2 separate regions of the Macaca mulatta genome follow, and region 2 is linked to region 1. A link is a contact called in public Hi-C data. All regions are on one chromosome and are shown on one strand. The core of a region is the stretch at or near the end of the contact, and the rest is flanking DNA. Distances in the headings are between cores, read along the strand shown. Region 1 has its middle 16 kb from the start of FOS. Region 2 holds the start of ERG28 (ergosterol biosynthesis 28 homolog).

Region 1 (7,231 bases), core at 2,767-5,266:
GACAGAGATAGGAGTCAACCCAGACCTGCCTGACCCCGAAGCTTATGCACTGCCCTGAAAGGTCACTGCTAGAGGGAACCAAGAGCACATATAATCAACCCCCATTCCATCAACAAGACAGCTAAGCTGGAAAATTCATTTACAAACAGTTACATGGTACTTATGAGGTGCAAGATGCTGCTTTAGCACTTTACAAATACCAACTAATTCACCCTCATTGTATCACTATGAGATGGATACTTTTTTTTTTTAGAGACAGAGTCTGCTCAGTCACCCAGGCTGGACTACAGTGATGCGATCTTGGCTCACTTCGACCTCTGCCTCCTGAGTTCAAGCAATTCTCTTGCCTCAGCCTCCAGAGTAGCTGGGACTACAGGCGCGTGCCACCACACGCGGCTGATTTTGGTATTTATAGTAGAGATGGGGTTTCACCATGTTGTCCAGGCTGGTCTCGAGCTCCTGACCTCTGGTGATCTTCCCACCTTGGCCCCCCAAAGTGCTGGGATTACAGGCAGGAGCCACCACGCCCAGCCTTTTTATACAGATGAGAAAACTGAGGCACAGAGAGAAGAGTAAACTTGTCCAGGGACACACAGCAAGTGGTAGAGTCTGGATATGAAGTTAACCTTAGAGCTGCATCTTCTATCCCGGAAGCAGAGGCCCATCTCTCCTAAGTCTTTGTCCTTTGACCTGTCTACACCACCGCCACTCTCCTCATCTTTCTGAGAGTCCTCTTCAAATTTCAGACTTCCTCATCCCACTCTGGGTGATGTTACTGTTCTCTTGTGAAATTGCTTTGTGAAACGACTTATTGTGCAAGGCCATATTTGATTAGATCACTATCCAGAGTCCCTAAAGAACTAAGAGTTCTTTAGGAAGGTTTATCGAAGCAAAAGCTCAGGGTTGTTTCTGTGGAAACTAATCAATCAATTCAATAAACAAGGGCTTATTGAGAGCAGTTTGTGTCCCCAGCCCTGTGCTGGGCACCCTGGGGTCTGTGAACAAAAAAGACGTACAGACTTGGACCCCAATAAAGAAACACACTATATAAGTGCACACTGGGTGCGGAACCTGTGTACAGCCATATTTCAAAAGACGTATAGGATGGCTGGACGCAGTGGCTCATGCCTGTAACCCCAGCACTTTGGGAGGCCAAGGCGGGTGGATCACTTGAGATCAGGAGTTCGAGACCAGCCTGACAAACATGATGAAACCCCATCTCTACTAAAAATACAAAAAATCAGCTGGGCATGGTGGCGGGTGGCTGTAATCCCAGCTACTCGGGAGGCTGAGGCAGAATTGCTTGAACCCGGGAGGCGGAGGTTGCAGTGAGCGGAGATTGCGACACTGCACTCCAGCCTGGGTGACACAGTGAGATTCCAGCTCAAAAATAAAAAACAAAAAAGACGCATAGGAAAGGAAAGTCAGGAAAAGTGTTTAGGTAAGGGGTGGAATTTGAAATAGGCTTTTTTTTTTTTTGAGACAGTCTCACTTTGTCACCCAAGCTGAAGAGCAGTGGCCTGATATCAGCTCACTGCAACCTCCATCTCCCGGGTTCAAGTAATTCTCCTGCCTCAGCTTCCCAAGTAGCTGGGATTACAGGCATCTGCCACCTTGCCCAGCTAAATTCTGTATTTTGAGCAGAGACAGGGTTTCAACATGTTGGCCAGGCTGGTCTCAAACGCCTGACCTCAAGTGATCCGTCTGCCTCAGCTTCCCAAAGTGCTGGGGTTACAGGGGTGAGCCACCGCACCTGACCTGAATTTGAAAGGAGGGGCAGGGTTCGGATAGCAGGAAGAGAAAGAGCAGACTTCGCAGCAGCAACAGGCATGTTTTCTGCATCCAAATCGACCAGATCCTCAGAAAGAAACCAAAGACAGAAAAGGCTACAATGGCTCGTGTGTTTTGGTTTGGCTTGGGGTTGTCAAGTTTCGCTTGTTCCACCGGAGTGAATACAGAAAAACTCCCTTGCTGGCAGCACCGCGAGGAGGCTTCTGGATGAGAAGGGCGCGCTGCCTCACATGTGCACTAGGAGGCAGAGCTGCCGCGGGGCTGCTGTAACTCCGAGAACAACCAGGGAGCAAGGGGAAGGATCCCAGCTCCTTCCTCAAATCCGCGGGCTGCAGGGCCAGAGGGCAGTTGGAAAGCAGTCGTCTTCTTAGTCCGAGTTGCCTTCATTTTCAGCCTAGAAGTTAGAGAAGAAACACCCCCAGTTAAGAGGAAGTTGGGTGAGACTGAAAGGGGAAAGACAAAGAGAGCAGCATTAAAGAGGCACTCTTCCCCACCCCCAGCAAGGAACCTCCGTGTGCCTTGAGAAGACTTCCAAACAGCAGAAAAGGGTTAGGGCTACTCATGCCTCCTGCTGTAGTCTTGGCTGAGAAAAGTTTAATGCAAGGCTTGGGTAACTGTGAAAAGTGACCAACTGCTAGACGAAGACTAGTTTCAGAACAGCCAACTCCTGTTCCCTGGACAGGGGTGACCATTCCAGCCCTCTAAGGAGGAGTGCTTGAGGCTTTAGGAAGTACACAATTATTGGCCATCCCCCTAGGCCCTGGTGTCATGGTGAGGGCTGCGTGTGGCAGCAGACATGACAATGGCATTCTTTAAGAGCCCTGAAGTCAATATTTAGCCTAAATGTACAACCCACCAGCTGAGCCAGGCAACAGGGTTCTGAAGCACAGGAAGTTAGAAGCACCTAGGCGATGTGGAACACTATTTGAAGCTAGATATCCTGACTTTTATCAGTTTCTAACTAGCTGTGCAAGTTTGGATGGTTGAACCAACTTCTCTGAGCTTTAATTTCCCTGTTGGCGAAATAGGTTAAATTAGATTAAGTCTCCGATGTGCCTTCCAGCTCTGAAACTCTAGAAAACACACACTCCTTCAGCCAGAGGAACTGGGGAATCTAGGGGGCAGGAATGGGGGTGGGAGGATGGCGACAGGCGTCTTGAAGGATTAACCCCACGCTTCTCCTCGCAATTGCAATCGGCTCCCCAGCAGTGGCCACTGCGGCACTGCCTGCCCCACCCCCGCCCTCCGGGCCCGGCGGTACACACCCACGGCTCCCTCAGAGACTTCTGGAATCTCGCTGGATTTCTCCCAGGAATGCTTATTGCCCTTTAGATCTGCAAATCGCTTTACATCAGCAACCCTGCCGCGCGATTATTAATCATCGCAATATTCTCCCCCATCCCCTACCCTCCCCGCCCCCGCCCCCCGGCCTGGAAGAGGAATTGCAGGGGTCCGGATTTATGAACGTGATTCGTATTATTCATTCAATAATCAGTTAACTAAAGTTCATTAAGCGCCTAATAGGAGCAAGGTGCAGAGACACACAAATCCAGTCACCACAGGGGGCAGAACTGTAGGGGTCCATGCTCAAAGAAATTCACTGATATTCCAGTTATGTCCTGGGGAGGGGGTGGTTAGTGGGTGATGGAAGTCCCTCACAAGTCTGATGACAAGGCTGCAACCATTATGGACCACTCCCACGGTTCATTTTATCAGGCCAGGAAAAGGCAAGTGGCCTTCCCAAGGTCACTTATCCCCCGAGAGGCAACGCTGACCCCAGAACCGCGGTCTTCAAAGCTTTCCATTGCGCCATGAAGGAAAATTTTGAGTTGAAGCCTATAAAATACAGCGTTGGGCGAGGGATGGCATGATTTCCGGGCACAGAGTGAGAAAATCGTGATCCCAGATCACCCACCCACAACAAACGAGACAGCCCCAAATCTTGACTGCAGCCTCAACCAGCAGACGCACAGGAATGCTGGAAACAGCTCATCCATCAATCGCGGCGTCCTCTCTCTGGGCCCCCAGCGCCCCTGCCCTCGCCTCCGCCCAGGTGGGTCCCGGGGCAGGGGGCGGGGGTCTCGTGGCTCGGAGCCTCTGCCCAGCATTCCAGGGGGCGGGGCAGGAACCGGGGGCGGGGCGCGGCGGGAGTCCCGCCCTCAGCCTATCCCGGGCCGGCTGCGCAGTGGCTGAGCCAAATATGGGCAGAGCGGAAGCGGAGGGCCGACGTCACGGCGCCGGGTGGGGACCGCGCTGCGGGGCGGTGACGGGAGTCGCTGACGGCGCCTACGTGTCACCGTGGAAACCAAACAGTAAACAGAGGATTCGCGAGCTCCTGGCACCGCCTGGCCCTGCGACCTGGCCTGGAGCGAAGGGCCGGAAGCTGGGAAGGGCCAGGAGAAACTTTGGCCTGGCGGACGAGGACAGGAGCGCGGCAAGGGTGTAGAGAGGGCGGTGAAGGGGACGCTGAGAGAGCACTCCCAAACGTCCCTCCCTGAGGTTCCTGGAAGCCGGCGCTGCCTCTGCCCAGGGGCCAGCAAGGGCTGGTCAGGAACGGAAGGAAACCCTCCTGTCCCTACTTTTTCTTTTCCTTTTTTTTTTTTTTTTTTTTTTTGAGATGGACTCTCGCTCGATCGCCCAGGCTGGAGTGCCCTGGCGCGATCTCGGCTCACTGCAACCTCCGCCTCCCGGGTTCAAGCGATTCTCCCGCCTCAGGCTCCCAAGTAGCTGGAACTACAGGTGCGCGTCACCGTACCCGGCTAATTTTTTACATTTTTAGTAGAGACAGAATTTCACCACGTTGGCCAGGTTGGTCTCGAACTCCTTACCTCAGGTGATCCGCCCACCTCGGCCTCTCAAAGTGCCGGGATTACCGCGCCCGGCCTCTCCTGTCCCTTCTGAGGGCCTCCCTGCCTGCAAGGTTGTTGGGGATACTGATTTTGCTTTGTTTTTCCTTTATAATGGCTAAGAGTTCAGGCATTGAAGCCACACTGCCTGGACTCAAATTTCAGCGCTGCCACTCCAGTTGGATGATCTTGAGCAGATCTCTGGGTCCCAGACTAACAGGACCTACCTTTAAGAGTAGATGAGGACTTTTAAAATGAGTGTGTGTGTGTGTGTGTGTTTGGAACAGTGTCAAGCATGTTGTGAGCCCCAAGTTAGTGTTGAGTGTTTATTTTTATTTCCAGGCAGCACAAGAGAAACTTACCTAGTATTAGTAGTGCAACTCCTAAATCATACTACTGATGTAATGTTTTTTTCTCGAGTCTTCCTTAGATTTAAAATAAACAAAAGGGGCCAGGCACTGTGGTCCACGCCTGTAATCCCAGCACTTTGGGAGGCCAAGGCAGGAGGATCAGTTGAGCCTAGGAGTTCTAGACCAGCCTGGGCAACATAGGGAGACCCCGACTCTACAAAAATAAAAATAAAAAAATTAGCTGGGCATAATAGCACACACCTGTGATCCCAGCTACTTGGGAGGCTGAGGTGGGAAGATCTTGGGCCAGGGCAGTCGAGGCTGCAGTGAGCCTTGATTGCAGTCACTGCACTCCAGCCTGAGTGACACTGGGAGACCCTCTTTTAAAAATAAATAAAATAAGCAAAAGGAATTATCTATTTTAAAGATAATTTTCAAATCTAGTAAAAATATTTGATGTATTAACTAAAATGTGCATTTGTCAAATAAAAACATGGCAAAGCACTGTATCACACTGCTTCACAGTTTTAAATTTGAAACACAAAAACTCCAAATGGTTACATGGAACAGAAGCAACCCAAATTCAGTCCTCACAGTCACTGTGTTATCTCTGTTTTTTAAGTAATTTTTAAAAATGAAGGGTACGTATTACATTATTCAAACTCAATAGTAATCCCAGCAAATGTTTAGAACTTAAAACAACAAAAGATATTTTCAGGAAGAAGTACTTTGTCACTGACAACATTAGAATTGCCAGCTCATAGTGTTTATTTAAAAGGCAGACTGCTCAAAGACCTGAGTGTGACCAGTGCTGGCCTGGATGCCCTACCTGGGAGCTCTCATCCCCTTCCCCCAACAGACCCGGATACATAATCCCTTACATCGAACCGATGAGCAAGGCCATGCTCCAACTGAAGGCTCTAGAGTCTTCAGACCTCACCGAGGTCGTGGCTTACAGCTCCTATTGGTACAAGCTCCAAACCAAGTGGTGCTCCAGTCCATGGCTGAGTGGCACTGCCAGCACCAGGAGCAAGTGATGCTCAAACTTGCAGAAGCCATGAATGCCCTCAAACTAGGCCCTTGGACGAAGCAAATCAGCTTCCAGCCAATGATGGAGGCCAGGATGTAGAGATTAGGTTGTGGCCAGAGTCGGAGTGATTCCAGCTCGGTTTAAACTCTGCTCCAGCCTGAGGAATTAAGGAAAAACCATCTGTTTGGGGATCTCTGCCCTTGCTCTGAGTCCTGTTGTGAATATCTTTTTTGAAGGTTGCCAATTAAAGAAGAAAGTTTTGGGGTTTTCTCATTTTTTCTTTATCAAGAATAAAGTTTTAAATAAGGAAAAATGGTAAAAGGCAGACCAACTTTTTTTGGTTTTATTATTTGTTTGAAATTCTAAGCAGATAATGTGATCTCTTGTGGATAACAAATCCTAGGGTGACCCATAGTAATTCCTGCTTCCTGATGTCCATACCTTTGTGTAATTCCCTCCATCTGAGTGCAGGTGGAACCTGAGACTTGCCTCTTAATGCAAAGGTGACGGGATGTCTTTGTCTGTGTATGGCCCCATCTTGCTGACATGCTGGAGAGGTTCTCCTTGCAGGCTTGATTATGTGAGCAGCTATGTTGAAGAAGTTTACAAGGCAGCCTCTAGAACCGAAGGATAACCTTCAGCCAACAGCCAGCAAAACACCGGAGCTCTTAGTAACACAGCCACAAGGAAATAAAGTCTGTGAACAACCTGAGTGAGCTTGGAGGTGGACTCTTCCCCACTTAAGCATCCAGCTGAAAACACAGCTCAGCTGACACCTTGATTGCACCCTTGCGAGACCTTGAACACAATACTGTTCTATTCAGAAGATGGATGGAGTTTGCTAGATAAGCATCTGGCTATACCTGGACTTCTGATTTGCAGAAACTGTGAGATAATAAATGTGTGTTGTTTTAAGCTGCTAAGTTTGTGGTAAACTGTTGTACAGAAATAGAACACAAATACATTCTCATTGCCTATCCCTAAAACAGACTGCTCCCACCTCCCCATGCTTGGTACACTTCTGTGGCTCTGTACACACTGCTCAGGCCTCCTATCTTAAAAAGGTTCCATGAGAGGATTGCAAGGAGTGTCAACTGCAGAGCCTGCCACAGTGTTGCTACCAGAACATCGAGCATCTAAGAATGATGTGGTGTATGCACTTTAGGGCATTTTCGTAGCAGTCTCCTGATGTCACCAGAGTTTTGAAGATGGAA
Region 2 (7,231 bases), core at 1,550-4,049, 380 kb before region 1:
TCAGCTCACTGCAACCTCCACCTCCTGGGTTCAAGCCATTCTCCTGCCTCAGCCTCCTGAGTAGCTGAGATTACAGACACCCACCACCACACCCAGCTAATTTTTGTTTTTTTACTAGAGATGGGCTTTCACCATGTTGGCCAGGATGGTCTTGAACTCCTGACCTCAGGTGATCCACTCACCTAGGCTACCCAAAGTACTGGAATTATAGGCGTAAGCCAACACGCCTGGCTATTATCATTCATTCTTATTGTGATGATCCATTAATCATGAAACTGGACTCTTAACTAAAAGAACTCAGGAAAGCAATGTAGTTCAATTGACGCAGCACAGGCCATAGAACTCTAACATTCTGTCTCAGAGTTACTATGGTAAGTTACCTGACCTCTCTATATTACCACCATTTTATCATTGTAAAGACTTTTGAGAAAATTAGCAAACATAACTAGTGTCACAGAGTTTGGAAATGCTTTTCTTCAATACTGAAACATTTCAAAATCTTCTATGTTGGGAGCTCTGAGCAAGAGTTCATTCACCAAAAGCTACTACCTGCATTTCACAACATTTAGAGCTGATGTTCGCTTATGAGCCCAGAAAGAGAGCCTTATCTCATTTCTCATAGCCGATTGGGACTGAATAACAAGACCTTAAATGACATTATGGATAGAAGCTAAAACCGGAGTTAGATAATCCCCAAGGAATGACACTAGATAAAAGAGTATATAGGTAAAAGAGAAGAGTATATAAGAGTATACAAGTAAAAGAGTATAAAGCACAGGTCAAAAGCAGGCTTGCTATTACTTACTCTTGACTTATGACCTCCTCATCCTCTGAGGATGATGCTGTTTCCTCCAGGTCCCGGGCCATCACGACTGGCATTTCCTTTAGGGTTTGTCATGCAGTCAGCAGACGGGGGCCTCAGAGACCTTTCCTAGCAGATTCACTGGATCAAGCCTAATTTGGATGGCACAAATTCCTGCAAGAAATCAACTTGATCAGATCGACTGACCTGAAACACAATGCAGTTGTCTATTTATCGGTTATTGCTGGTAATCTAAGTAATGAGAATGACTATATTCCTCAATAGTGCTCAACCTCTAGAAGTTTATCTTCCATAACAGTGCCTCGATATGCCACAAAAGTCAAGATTTTTTTCAAACATACTGTCTGTGCTCTATATATTTGAAGAGCTGTTACTAAGTTTGAGTTTCTCATTATTTACTAAATCGAATATGCACCAAAAGGATAGACTCTTCACTTTCAGGGCAGTCTGAGGCAGGTGACTGATTCCCTAAAACATATATTCCTTGCTAGACAAACCTGGCCTGGGTTAAAAATAAATAAATAAAAACTCAAGGTTTAAGACCCTTGCAGGTCGGGCAGGGTGGATCACACCTGTAATCCCAGCACTTTGGGAGGCCAAGGCGGGCGGATCACCTCAGGTTGGGAGTTCGAGACCGGCCTGACCAACATGGAGAAACCCCATCTTTACTAAAAAAAAAAAAAAAAAAAATTAGCCAGGTGTGTTGGCTCATTCCTGTAATCCCAGATACTCGGGAGGCTTAGGCAGGAGAATCGCTTGAACCCGGGAGGCGGAGGTTGCAGTAAGCCAAGATCGCGCCATTGCACTCCAGCCTGGGCAACAAGAGCGAAAACTCCGTCTCAAAAAAAAAAAAAAACCTTGAAAATATTTATTTAGACTCTATGACAAGCACTCTGACAAGATGCCATCATGTTTCCCGTAAAATAAATTCAACAATGAACCGAAAGATGAATATATTCTCTTGAATCAAAGGTCCATATAAATGGTTGGGGGGGAGGGGGGAATGCCCTTCCACTCTTAAAAATTATTCTTCCTTACTAAAAATCACAAACTTTGATATGACTCTCAAATAGACAATAAAATTGGAAAATTTCCAACACTGCATTTCTAACTTAAAATATTTTTTCCAAAGTAAAAAGTACATGGTCGTTTTGTGTGTCAGAAGAAGAAATAGGAACTACAAATAAAGAAAAGGAATATGTTTAAATGACCATAATCCCATTACTCAGCGATAATTACTTGCTGTCAATCCTTCTTAACTTTTCCATACATTCATAAATACGATGAGACTGTAAATCAGACAAAAAACAAAAAAACCGACCCCGATAATGATCTTCGGCGCAATGGGCAATGTCTAACGACTTCAATGGCTTTCTTCAGGGGATTCTCAAGGGGGATTTCTTGATCTTTCCCAAAATGTTGGGAAGTCCTTTAAGTTTAAACAAAACCTCTAAACGGGAAGGGATGCCAACCTTTCCTAGGCTGCCTGCAGAGCGGGGAGAAACAGGTCGATCGGAAGATTAAAGACATTCGCCTAAGAACACTCCTCGCCCTAAAGGAATCTGCTTCTCAGCCCCAACCCCAGCTCACCCCAATTCCACGGAGGTCCGCAGATGCTCCCCCCGGAAAGGACAGGACCACTCGGCTGCCGCGAATCAACGCGGCGCGCCCGGAAGCCAACAGCTACTCCCCGGCTCTGAGCGGGAAGTGCGGCGGCCAGCTGCAGCCTGGACCCGGGAACGCTCCTCCCTAGGGTAGGGATGCGCGCTGGCGCAGGCTTTTACCTGTCTCATCTTCCCATGGTTCGGGGCGAGTAGGCGTGGACCGCGCTCTGCGCCTACCTCCCTCTTCCTTCCCCAGCAAGGCTCAGGGCAGCCGCCGACGGCGCTTCCCCGGTTACTACAACAACCAACAAGCAACCGCCCGCTGGGAGCCACTGCGCAGGCGCTGATAACGCTCAGCTGCGGACGCGGGCGAATGTCGTCACCGCCGCGAAGCGCGGGCGCAGAGCCCTGCCCTCAGCAGAAAGTCTTTTTTTTTTTTTTCCGCTGTTTTTTTCTCCGCCCCTAAGAGGTTGACTCCAAACCCGGAGTTCCGCTAGGTCCAACAGGAGGGTTTACGGCGTGAGCGGCGTACCTGGGGAGAGGCTTAGGCAGCGGCAACCGCTGATTGGCAGTAAAGGGGTTCACTCCCCATCTCCTGCTCGGGCAAAACCAGGACAGCCAATCAGAGAGAGGACTAAAGGAAACGACCCAATCCTGGAGCAGGGCTGAGGGAGGGGGTGGGGACAAATGGCTCAGGTGGACTCCGGGCTGGAGCTGTCCTGGGGGAGCTTGTTTGCGGCGGCTGCTGCTGCCACTGCTGTGCTGGGGGTCCGGTCGCCAGGTAAGGAGAATATGGGGGAGAAGAGGGATGTAGGTGTCTGTGTTGCTTCTGATTGAGAGGATCGGAGAATCTGGAAAAATAGAGGTGAGATGGAAGGAAGATACCTGGAAGGCAACCTTTTGGGGGGAAAAGGGTTCGAGAGGCGATGACAAGGGGGAGCTAGGAAGATGGAGAAGGCTGGTGAATTCAAGGAAAGAAGGAATGGATGAGCGAATGAGCAGCCACTATAAGCCTAGCACTGTACAAAGAGCCTTCACTTTTTCTCATATGATTCTTACAATAACCCTTCGGGTTGATATTTCTATCTCCATTTTGCAGATGAGGAAACCGAGACTGAAAAGTGTAAATGACTTGCCCAGGGTCACACAGCTACTAAGTGGTAGGGCCAAGATAAGAATCCCTCTCTCCTGATTAAGTTTTAACAGCACACCTATGCTGGGCTGGGCTGGGTTGGGCTTGGCTGGGCTGGGCCAGGGCCAGGACAAAATTTGGAAATAGATGTTATATACACTCTAGGAGGCCCTAAAGCTTTAGGGAAATTAGGTTGAGAAATTGGCAGAGCAATTCAGAAGTACTCAGGTTCTGTCCTCATCAGCTATCTGTTGGGATTCCTAAGAGCTTCTGTGAAATGGAAGGCGTACTTGTGCAGAAAAGTGGAGAGGTGCATTCATGCAGCTTTTCTAAACCCCGGAGGAGTCTCCTCTTGAGAGAGGGTGAGAAAATAAAGAGGATAGGTGGATCTTGGCCCAAGTGATAATGGCCTATGATATCCAGTAGACTCTCAGTCTCTGACAGAGACCACCTTTGTGATCAGCTCTCCCTGAAGGGTTCATCAATTCACCCTTCCTTCTCTAGATCTCTTTATTGCTTTTTTTTTTGGGGGGGGGAGGGTGTTTCACACTGTCTTGGACCATTGCTGACTTTAATATCTATCTCACTGGGTAGCATAGAACAATACCGAAATTTATATTGCCAAAGTGACAAAGAAAGCCTGTTAGTTTATTACCACTTCAGGCCCAAGAGGTTAACCTGACAACAGATAAACCATAGACTGAGAAAATAGTGATGAGGATGGGAAAAAGCCATTCCATTATTAGATTATTTATCTATTTTGGTTTTATTTAAATCAGACTAACTGAAATTACTACTCAACAAGAGTTGATCTAAGCCTTAAAAAAATAAAAGTCTGGGTGCTGTAGCTCACACCTGTAATCCCAGCACTTTGGGAGGCGAGGCCAAGGTGAGTGGATCACTTGAGCCCAAGTGGAGAGGTTGAGGTGGGAAGATCACTTAAGCCTTTGATTTCGAGGCTGCAATGAGCCATGACCACGCCACTGCACTCCAGCCTGTGTGACAGAGCAAGACCCTGTCTCAAAATAATAATAATAATAATAAATTAAAAAATAAAAAGTATGTAATCTAATTGTATTTTCTATACAACTTGAAGACAGAAGAGGATATGGTATGCTTTTCTTAATCAAAAAATGGGAACTTCATTAAAGTAGTCTCAAACAGTGAGGTAGCACTGCAGCAGTCCAACAGACCATGATTCTTATCTCAGCTCTGCTGACTTTGCTGTGTGACCTTAAGAAACTTGTTTAACCTCTCCGTTCCAACCCTCATCTATAAGATGGAAATATTAATAGTGCCTGCCTACCTCATTGTGAAGATTAAATGGTAATATGTGTTAGGTGCTTGGCACAGTTCATGGTGTAAGTGAACTGTGACCTATTATTATCTTGCAGCCCAACACCAAGATTGCTGTTTCCTTCACTATATAATTTTCTTACTAGTCCTAAAGTCACACGTTAACTTAAACAGGCACAATTTATAAATTTGGAAAAAGAAAAGAGGCTTTATCTCTTGCAAAGGGTTACAGCCACCCAACAGGGAAGAGTGCCTCCCACTAAGATCAGAGACAGGTGCTTTGAAGGAGAAGGGTTTGGGGTAGAGCTTTATGCTGAACAGGTTGGCTAAACATACATGTTCAACAGCTTACAGGAGGAACTATGAATATTCCTGAAGGTGGTCCTGACACGTGCATATTGAACAATCATGTGTAACCACATATGACCCCTGTTCACTTTGAAGTAGAGACCTAACATTTAAGTCTATCACGCCTAGGCTCTATGCGTCAAAAAGTCTTTTCAGGACACCAAGACACTCAAGTGTGTGATCTTGCTAAACTGGCCAGGAGCAGTCCACGGTTGGTGGTCTTATCTGGAGAAAGTTACTAAAATCAGTCTCTTGTCCAATCAAAGGTGTAGTTATAGCTGGTGGAATAGGGGTCATGTAGTCAGCCTCTGTGAGCTGGATGAGCTGTAATTGTTTTAATATTGCTTATCTCAAGCCAGTGCTTGTCTAGCTGCTGGAGAAAAAAAACCTTGTGGCAGAATATAAGTTTTATTCTTTAAATGTGGGAGTGTGTGACTTAACCCTTGCCTGGCATGGCCTTAGGTCTTGTTTATAATTTGGTACCTTATTGCACAAAGAATCTGTTCTGTCATTCTTATGATCTCTATTTTAACTTTAATGCTGGTAAGTTGCTGTCTCTAAACCTGAAAAAGGAAGGGATATAGCAGGGCATGTGAGACCTCCCATCTCGTCATGGCCAGGGGCTCAGTTTTAGGATTTTTCTGGGTTCCCCTAGGCCAAGAGGGCCTCTGTTCAGTCCGTGGTGGGCTTAGGATTTTATTTTGAGTTAACACACAGCAGTTTATTTTTAACTTTTAGATTGTTCTTCTAGTTTATGGAGCATGGTATACCTGAGAACCAGAGTCCAGAAAACCTAGGGATGTAAATAGTGACCTCACACCATAAGTCCCACTCAAATGTATAAAGTTCCATAGGCTTGGAAGAATCTGTCATCAATAGCCTGGCAGGTGTCTGTGAGTATAGTTATAATCACCTTTGAGCTACTTGCATTACAAAGGAATGGCATGAAAACGTGAAGGTATAGAAGTAAAGATAGAGGACTGATTCCAACCCAGAAAAAGGAGCTCTGATTTAGGGTAATATTTTGCAGAAATTGCTTAGACAAAGACAAGTATTATGCCACTTATTGCAAAGTATACTGTTCATTCACCACTATTAGTGTGACTAAATATCTTTTTTTGGCCTGCTTCATTCTTCCTCCCTTCCTGCTTATGGTTAACATAGACTGGCCCTCATTGTCTCATGTCCTCTGCCTTTGTTTCCAAGGCAAAAAGCCCTCCCACATTTGAGGGGAGTCATGAGCCGTTTCCTGAATGTGTTAAGAAGTTGGCTGGTTATGGTGTCCATCATAGCCATGGGGAACACGCTGCAGAGCTTCCGAGACCACACCTTTCTCTATGAAAAGCTGTACACTGGCAAGCCAAACCTTGGTAAGAAATCAAAGAATTTCTGCATCCTTTGTAGGACTGGCCCTATGCTCTGGTTCCCAAACCAGGCTGTACATCAGAATAACCTAGCAAACTTCAACAAACACAGGTACCCATTTCCCTCACCAAACCTATTTATTGAACCTGGGTGGAGCTCAGGAATCCAGTTGCTAAAAAACTTCCCAGATAATTGTGATGCTGCCTTAGCTAGCCTTTGGCAGCCACTGGAGTAATAGACTTTCTGGTGAGCACTTGACCCTTTTTCCCCCAAGCTTCTCTGCATACTTTTCATTCATTTTACACTACCCTGGGCAATTCGTGTATTTTAAAAAAAAAAAAAAAAAAAAAGCATTATAAGGGCAAGTGAGGAAATAGACTTACTGGTGACTCTGTGATGCCTCACTAGAAAGCCATAAAGAAGCTTTACATATATCTCAAAGCCCTCTTCAGAATCAAGTTAGGGCTTACATGACTCATATTCCATGTTACAGATGGAGAGTTATTAATTCAAGGTCTTCTCATGACATAGTCCCTGAGAAAATATTTAAAATCCCTTCCAGTTGGTCTCCCAAAATGAAACTTAAGAAGGCCCATGGCAGCCTTTCCTGCTTCCTGAGCCTCTCTGCTGAGAGTGTTTGTCCGTTTCAGCTTGCACTTCATC

Evidence for each region. A called contact is a pair of places that touch in the nucleus more often than the background predicts.
Region 2: a Hi-C map of fetal cortical plate shows a contact between it and region 1, with 3 times the contacts expected there. The contact joins the promoter of ERG28 here to the enhancer-like site in region 1. A contact is called at or near these places in 3 of 14 Hi-C or Micro-C datasets (CD4 T cells, fetal cortical plate and liver).

The regions. Positions count from the first base shown.
Region 1 is chr7:148,489,051-148,496,281 of T2T-MMU8v2.0, reverse strand. No RefSeq gene overlaps it. Among named protein-coding and RNA genes, the nearest start is that of FOS, 16 kb to the right of the region's middle. Within about 2 kb of position 4,016, at least 37 of the 40 cell types and tissues checked have an H3K27ac peak or open chromatin away from gene starts, as enhancers often do. A contact at or near this core is called in CD4 T cells, fetal cortical plate and liver, where this site is marked.
Region 2 is chr7:148,866,117-148,873,347 of T2T-MMU8v2.0, reverse strand. ERG28 (ergosterol biosynthesis 28 homolog) reads left to right here and starts at 2,799. Exons shown (of 5, transcript NM_001194135.3): 1 at 2,799-3,208; 2 at 6,410-6,573. The coding sequence starts at 6,441. TTLL5 (tubulin tyrosine ligase like 5) reads right to left here and starts at 2,775. Exons shown (of 34, transcript XR_013396464.1): 1 at 2,608-2,775; 2 at 806-976.